2 separate regions of the Mus musculus genome follow, and region 2 is linked to region 1. Evidence: chromatin contacts called from public promoter capture Hi-C data. All regions are on one chromosome and are shown on one strand. The core of a region is the stretch at or near the end of the contact, and the rest is flanking DNA. Distances in the headings are between cores, read along the strand shown.

Region 1 (3,991 bases), core at 836-3,335:
ACTTGGTGGCTTCAAGTGGCTTCGTCAGGAAGCATATTTGCAGTGACAATACAATGCCTCAACTAGCCAGGTCTGACACTGGGAAGTCGTTGTTCAAAGGGATCAACGTTTGCTAACAGCCATCTGTGGGCAGATGCTGCAGTGCATATGTGCTCTCCTGGCTTTGCTCGGGACAGAAAATCCATGGGGAGTTACTAAGCATTAAAGAGCCGCATCCAAGTCTTGCCACCAAAATGAAGAAACATTTGCCAGAACTGTGTGCCACCACTGACTAGATTTGTAGTTGTTACAAAAGTCATCTCTGCATTCACATGCAGTCATATATACAAGCATAACATGCACACACGCACACGCACACACTCACACACACACATGCTAGATGGCAGATGAGGTAATTGGTCTTTGAAGATTCAAATAAATTTGGCTGAGCCCCCAACCCACATGTGTTGAGAAATCCATGCTGCTCAGGCAGCCTCAGAGTTTGCCTGGGAGGGGGCAGGAGAAGGGGGGAGGGGGCAGGAGAAGGGGGGAGGGGGAGAGGAGGGGGAGGGAGGGGGAAGACAAGGGGGGAGCCCTCTCCCTAATCCCTTCAGCTTCTCAGCTTCAGTTCTTGCCAAATTAGGTCATAGAGTGATTGCTTTTGCATCCCAAACATAGACATGTTCTCCTACCCCCCTACCCCCACCCTAAACCCCAGATGCAAAAAGGCGTGAGTTATTATTCTTTAGCTCATTGTCTTAATCCATTTCCTGTTGCTATGATAAAACATCCTGACAGAAGGAACTTGGGGGAGAAAGGGTTGGTTTTAATTCACAGTTCCAGGTTTGTCCATCATTGTGGAATCAAGGCAGAAGGGACCTGAAGCCATCATGTTCATAGTCAAGAACAGAGAGCAAGTTAATGCACGCATCTCTGCTCTCTCTCTCTCTCTCCCTGTTTCTCTCTCTCTCTTGTAGAGTCCCAGATCCAAAGCTAGGGACTGGTGGCACCCAGTTTTAGCGTAGGTCTTCCCACACCAATCAACATAATCAAGTCAATAGTCAACAATAATCAAAACAATCTCTCACAAGCAGCCTTGGTGTAGACAATCCCTCATTGAGACTTTACTAGGTGATTGTAGATCGTGACAAACTAACCGTTAAGCTAAACATCACATTCATGGGTCACTGTTACCAGTGATCCCAGCTAGGTATTCCATCTGTCTGTGTCTGTCTGTCTATCCCCTGACTACTTATCCATCCATTCACATATTCATCCAGACATTCTCTGGTCTATTGCCTCACTCCGTGCCATACCATCTGTGATGTTTGATATTAATTGGCAGCCTGACATGATTTGTAGTCACCGTGGGAACACTTCTGAATGTGTCTCTGAGAACATTTCCAGAAAGACTTAACTAATCCACTGTAATAGTTTGAATGAGAAATGTCCCCTAGAGTCTTAGACATTCGAACATGTGGGCCCCAGTTGATGGAGGGTTAGGAAATGTGGCCCTTCGTTGCACTGCAACTGCACTGGAGGGGGACTTTGAAGTTTCAAAAGCCACTCTCTATTTCCAAGTCAACTTCCTCTGCTTCCTGTTAGCCCTTCAAGACTCCAGCCCTAAGCTTCCTGCTGCCACGGCTCCACAATGACTTCCCAGAATCAGGTGGGACTTGTAGTCACTTTGGGCCTGAGGATGGCCTTGAACTTGAACAAGTGCTGGGACCACGAGTGTGTGCCACTGCACACGGTGTGTGCAGTACTGGGGATCAAACCCAGGGCTTTGTGAATTCCAGGAGAGCACACTGACAAGTGAGCCACATCTCCAGTTCCCCTTCATTTCTCAAACATACCTTCTTGGAGGCACGTTATTGGTTCATTCCAGTCTGTCCCAGTGACTTCTCTCTAGATGATAATGATGAGATTCTAGATACCACGGACCTTGGACAAAAAGGGCTACATTGGAAAGCCAAACTTTGAATAGCAGGAATCCTCTGGGAAAAAAAAAAAAACAACTCCCAGCTGCATATGTAAGCCAAGGCTGTCATCGGGCCTCAGCCGACCACGCTTCCTCCAGCAGCTGTCCGTGTCAGAGAACATTTGGGCCTCGGCTGACCATATCCCAGCCCTGTACTAGTTACTCAGTAAGACCCTCTTGGGATGTCCCGCCCACCTCTCCTTTCCAAAATGATCCTGTCCCAGAACGAGAAAACATGTTCGGCATGGTAGTATTCTCTCTCTCTCTCTCTCTCTCTCTCTCTCTCTCTCTCTCTCTCTCTCTCTCTCCCCTCTCTCTCTCTTCTGTTCTCACTCTGCCAAACTCATCCCTCTGAATGCATTTTTCTTTCCTCCAGATCAAGGTTTCTGGGGGAGACACCACCCATAATTCAGACAGGAGAAAGGAGTTCCAAAGGGGATCGAGGTCAGAGCTGTGTTCGGTGTTTGAGCCGAGTCCGGCTTCCCATTTCCAGATTCCTCCGGAGGGCCTCTCATGTGATGCTGGCTGGAGAGTCAGCATTTGTCCGTTCCAAGTTCTTTCACTAAACTGCAGCACAGTTCCTGATTTAAAAACCACATGTTACGTGGCATGTCTTCCTCCAGTTTCCACAGAACCCAGCCATGAGCCACCAACAGTGTGGGAAAAACAGTCAAGACATCTCCATTTGGTTTGTGCTTGAGATGGATCCTGAGGCCTTGTGTGGACTAGCCTGGTACCCTACCATTGAGACAAATGCAGTCCCTTAAGGAGGGCTCTCTGAAGAACCTCCCTGGGGAGCCCAGGTCCCTTTCTTCCCAGGTCCCATCCTTCTTCATCCAAAGTCACTTGGCTTAATCCTTATTTTGGTTGTTTACAGCATCGTCTGATAGAAGGAAAATGTTCAGGATGGACCAGAGATGCCCAGAACTCAAAAGCCATCTGAGGATAGCTCTTAAGAACTTTGGGACATTTGTTTGGATGTCACTTTCCCTGTAGTTACCTTATCTCTGTATTTTCTCCATTCTCCTTTTAGACCTTTGAGTGTCTGCACTGGCTAGTACACTAGTGTTCTTACTGCCCTCAGGTATCACAGGCATAATTATTTCCCATTTTTAGGAGAGTAAATAACACCACAAAAGATCACCTCAAACATGGACTGTTCTTTTCCATCCAAACTCTAAGAGATGGACCTACTAAAGTCAATGCTTATACAGGAGTTTAGATGTTTTAGAAAAAACATAGCCACAGAATCTCGGAGAACAGGTGAGCTAGGATTGTCCTGACAGTTTGGGGAGTAACCCCCAGGTGCTCGCTGCAGACTCAGGAATCCCCAGTCCACAGGCTCCTCCTGCATCAGAAGCTGACTCCATCACTGCCTCTCGGCCCTGTCTCCATTTCTCTGGCCCCTGCTGAAGAGTGGCCCAGTGTCTCTGGACCCTCTCGTCCACCACCCTGGCCTTGGACATGGCATGGATCACCGAACCTCACTGCACCTCATCTGACATGGAACGTGGGCTCATATCTTCTTCCAGCCACATTTTTAGGGACCCTTGACCAAGCGCCCCCAAGAAGAAGTTTGAGGGAAATTCATGAGGGCCTGCCCACCATCTGGACTACTTCTGGGTCTCAGAAGTTCTCTGGCCATGTCAGTAGAAGCCAGGGTGGGAGGACTTCTTAGTACACTTCCCAGTTACAACCCTTCAGCATGGTTCTTGGCCCCCACCATGTGCATGCAATGAATTTCTACCTCCAGAACCCCAAAGCTTTTCCAGGCTTCTGTTGTCTCCTTAAGCATGCTGTTGAACACTACCTGGGAATACAGAGCAGAGCATTGTTAAATATACAAGAAAGCCAACCCCCCCAAAAAATTCTAGTCCTATTATTTAACATTTCTGTAGACCGTATTTTGGAAAGCACCCTCCTTCTCCTGTTCTCAGCTTAACAAGCCCTTAGAGATTTGGCCCAGCTGTTCTTTCCCTGCACTTAAAAGCCCTGCTCCAGCAGAAGAAATGTCCTGCCTTCCCCACCTTT
Region 2 (3,991 bases), core at 970-3,469, 140 kb before region 1:
TCACACCATCAGTTAGCAATGATCACAGCTTAGTATACAGGCCACTAAATTAATATAATGCAACCAGTGTTGATCACTTAACATGCACATAATTAATATAAAATAAATCATGCAAGCACTTTTCAAGCAGACTTGCCAATGGCTACATGAGCAGCCTTACGTGTGTACATGAGCTTTGGAACATCCCAGTGCCGATTACCAAACAGTTGCCAATGCCAAAGGCTCTAGAGCCAAGGTTCTCAACCTGTGGGTCACGATCCCTCTGAGGGCACTAAGAACCCCTTTCATAGGGGTAGCACATATCAGATTCTTGGCATATCAGATTTTTACATTATGATTCATAACAGCAAGATTACAGTTATGAGGTGGCAACAAAATTAATTTGATGACTGAGGGTCACAGCAACATGAAGAACCATATTAAAGGGTTGCAGCATTAGGAAGGTTGAGAGCCACTGCTAAGAAGTTAAGGAAGCAGAACTATCCAAGCACATTATCTTTAAATAAGACTTATTTATCTATCTGTTCATCTGTCTGTCTGTCTGTCTGTCTGTCTATCTGTCTGTCTATTGTGTGTGTGTGTGTGTGTGTGTGTGTGTGTGTATGTATGTGTGTGTGTGTGTATACCAAGTGTGTTCAGGTGTCCTCAGAGGCTGAGGAGAGCATTGGATCTCTTGGGACTAGAGATACAGACAGTCGTGAGCTACCCATTGTGGGTGCTTGGAACGGAACCTGGGGCATTTTCCAGAGTAGAGCACAGACTTAGGCACTGGAGCCATCTCTCCAGACCCATCTAAGCGCATTCTATTTATTAGCTCATCCTTCCCCAAACAGCGGTGAGGACACTGCTGTGGCCTGACTTTAGATGTGTTAATGCTTCAGTTCTTCCCATGGCACACTTCCAGTCTGCAGGGTCAGAGGTGACGTGGTGTCACAGATGTCACTTCAGCTACTCAGAGGACTTTAGAATCCCAACTCTTCCACAAAGCAAATTGCTTTCATTAAACACATGTAAATTATAGCAAATAGTTAACTGTGAAATTTTCTCTAAAAAGAATGGTATAAAGGGCTGGGGATATACCTCGGATGTGGAAAGTGTGCATAGCATGCATACTTCATGTTCCCACTTTGGTGGTTTGATCCCTGGACCACCAAAAAGTGAGCAACATGGACCAGAGAGACGGTCAGTGGGGAAAGTCAACCACTGCCTAGCCTGTTAACATGAGTTCACTTTCCAAGGGTAGATGGAGAAACTAATTCCTGAAGGTTGTCCTCTGACTGCCCTGTGTGCACAAGACACTTGCATTCCCCTACCACAATGAAAAAATATAGCTGAACAACAACATTCCCCCCCCCCCAATCCCTGCTCCCCCAAATCACCTAACAGAGTAAAACCAGAGTCAGGAAAAAATGAAACCCAGCTCTCCAGTGCCTAGGTGAGGTACATTAAATGGTTCCTTTCTCACAGGTGCCCAAGCCCTGATCCTGGTGGGTCTTGAACGTGTGGCTAACCTGGAGCGGCTGATGCATCTGGAGTTCGGGCGGGGCTTCATGTATGACAGGCCCCTGAGGCTCAACCTGCTTGACTTAGACTATGAACTGGCAGAGCAGCTTGTGAGTCTTTGTATCTTTTAAAGAGTTTTACACACACACACACACACACACACACACACACACACACAGAGAGAGAGAGAGAGAGAGAGAGTTTGAAATTTTTGGCATCTCAAGACAGCAAAGCCAGATATCTTACTGGCCTGGTGACTGGGGGAAGGGCATATGGATTTATCACGGACTCCGTCAAGGCTTGCTTTATTGCTGTATGAGTCCTGAATATGCCATCTGCCTTTCTCCATGATGGAATAGAGAATATGCAGGGAAAGAGATGGAGCCAACTTCTAGGTGAAGTCCTCTCCCTGGCTCCCTTTCTGGGCTCTTCTCTTAGTGAGAGCCGTTGCCTCCTGGGATGGGGAGTTGGGTGGGAGTGTAGCCAGGGATTCTCAGATAGTGTGACTAAGGCTGTAGGAGTGGGAGGGAGTGCTGCCCTCTCTTCCTCTTTCTGTATTAAAAATTGGGGTGTTTTTATTGGGTAGAAGCAGCTTCAGGCTAGAACAGGGGAGAACGCACACAGTCAGCACTAATTCAGTGAATGGCACTGTGTTTGGGATGTGTAAGGTCAGGGGCTTGGCAAGGGAGGGATACAGAGGTGGCTGGTGACCCAGATTGTGGAGGTCCTGGCTCAGAGCCCAGGGCCCCACGTGCTGCCTACCCCTGGCTTCTCCAGGGACTCTCTCAGGCCAGTCCCGATTTCCACCATCCCAACTGTGGCTCAGAGAACCTCAAGGTGTAGATTTCTAATTTAGAATGCTCTTTGACCTCAGGTTGCTTCAATGTGTTGGTTGGATTTTATATTTGAGGTTTGGACATGAGGAGGTTGTCTTAGTTAGGGTTTCATTGCTGTGAAGAGACCCATGACCAAGGCAACTCTTATAAATGACAGCACTTCATGGGGGCTGGTTTACAGTTCAAGAAATTCAGTCCATTATCAGCAAGGCAGGGAAAATGGCAGTGTGCAGGCAGGCAGGCATGGTGCTGGAGAAGGAGCTGACAGTCCTACACGTTGGTCCACAGGCAGCAAGGAGGAGACTGTTACTGAGCAGAGCCTGAGCATAGGAGACCTCAAAGCCCACCCCCACAGAGACACACTTCCTCCAACAAGGCCACACCCACTCCAAGAAGACCACACCTCCTAATAGTGCCATTTTTCATGGGCCAAGCATTTAAACATGTGATTCTATGGGGACCATGCCTATTCAAACCACCATAGAGGTTATACTGAAAATCCAAGCCCTGAATGTCTGTATTAGAAACGTCTGGAAAATGAGCCTAGTCTAGGATAAGAATGACCATAGTTGATTTTTCTTTTCTCTTCCACCAATGACTTCCCACCCTATGGGAAGAGCTGAGTCCTCAGCTGTACCTGGCCTTTGAGGGAGTGGCATGAGGTAGCTCACTGCGGCAGATTAGGACTAATCCCAGACCCTTGGTGGTTCCCTGTTTTCTCTTTTTGATATTTATTTACTTTTTCCTTGGCAGGACAATATTGCTGAGAAAGCTTGCTGTGGGGTTCCATGCAAGTGCTCTGGAGAGAGGGGAGACAGAGGGCCCATTGGCAGCATTGGGCCAAAGGTATGGCAATGGTACTCTTCACACCACAGGTTAGACATGCAGCTCTGACACTATTTGGCTGGGTGACTAGACGGATATGAGAGAGTCAGAAGGACCCTGGCAATATTGCCAATTCTGGGCTCCAAGGTACTTCTCGCTGACCAATATCCCTAGTGTCTTACTGGTGATAGAGATGACCTGCTATGTTTCCCTCTTCCACTGGATGGGATGGTTTGCTCTTTAACATGTGGGTCTGTCATTCCACAAAACAATGTGAAAACCCGAGCATACCTAGGCAGCCTCACGATGTGGGTCAGTGGGACCCTTAGTGGTTACCTTAAAAGTGAGCCACAGCTCTCTGGGAAAAGAAAGAGCCTGAGCTATCCCAATGGGAAGATCATCACTGGATAGAGAGTGAGTGAGTGAGTGAGTGCCATGCTCAGCTCAGGGCAACGCCCACTGTCGAGCAAGGCACTGCTGTGATGCTTTATGCGAAACGCCATGACATGGGGACCCACATGTTTTATTTCAGGGTATCTCCGGGGAAGATGGCTACCGAGGCTACCCGGGAGACGAAGGCGGACCTGTGAGTAAAAGCTTCCCTGCCCCTCAAGTTTTTACTACCTCCTGTTCTTCCCATATGGGGACTGGATAGTGGAGTTTGTAGCCTGTCTGGTGGCCAGGGCGTTCTCATCAGGAGAAAGATTTTTCTCTTAACTTATGTAACTATTTTCCTTTCTTTCCCACACTAAGGACAGAGAGGTTCTTTGAATGTGACAAGTATGTGTGTGTGGAGTGTGTGGGGAGACTTGCTCTGTTTCAGAGTG

The links. Capture Hi-C pulls out chosen DNA fragments and counts their contacts.
Region 2: a promoter capture Hi-C map of adipose tissue shows a contact between it and region 1. The contact joins two enhancer-like sites. A contact is called at or near these places in 1 of 15 datasets of contacts at CTCF or cohesin (the NIH/3T3 cell line), 12 of 484 Hi-C or Micro-C datasets (the 3T3-L1 cell line, the C2C12 cell line, the C3H10T1/2 cell line and 7 more), 2 of 115 datasets of contacts at active chromatin or transcription factors (embryonic stem cells and fibro-adipogenic progenitors) and 4 of 9 other capture datasets (adipose tissue, embryonic stem cells, liver and 1 more).

The regions. Positions count from the first base shown.
Region 1 is chr1:90,655,170-90,659,160 of GRCm38.p6, reverse strand. No RefSeq gene overlaps it. Among named protein-coding and RNA genes, the nearest start is that of Gm35242, 8.1 kb to the right of the region's middle. Within about 2 kb of position 2,085, at least 30 of the 459 cell types and tissues checked have an H3K27ac peak or open chromatin away from gene starts, as enhancers often do. A contact at or near this core is called in adipose tissue, where this site is marked.
Region 2 is chr1:90,795,674-90,799,664 of GRCm38.p6, reverse strand. It overlaps Col6a3 (collagen, type VI, alpha 3), which reads left to right. Exons shown (of 44, transcript NM_001243008.1): 14 at 1,468-1,613; 15 at 3,093-3,185; 16 at 3,697-3,750. Among named protein-coding and RNA genes, the nearest start is that of Gm41918, 34 kb to the right of the region's middle. Within about 2 kb of position 2,219, at least 12 of the 459 cell types and tissues checked have an H3K27ac peak or open chromatin away from gene starts, as enhancers often do. A contact at or near this core is called in adipose tissue, where this site is marked.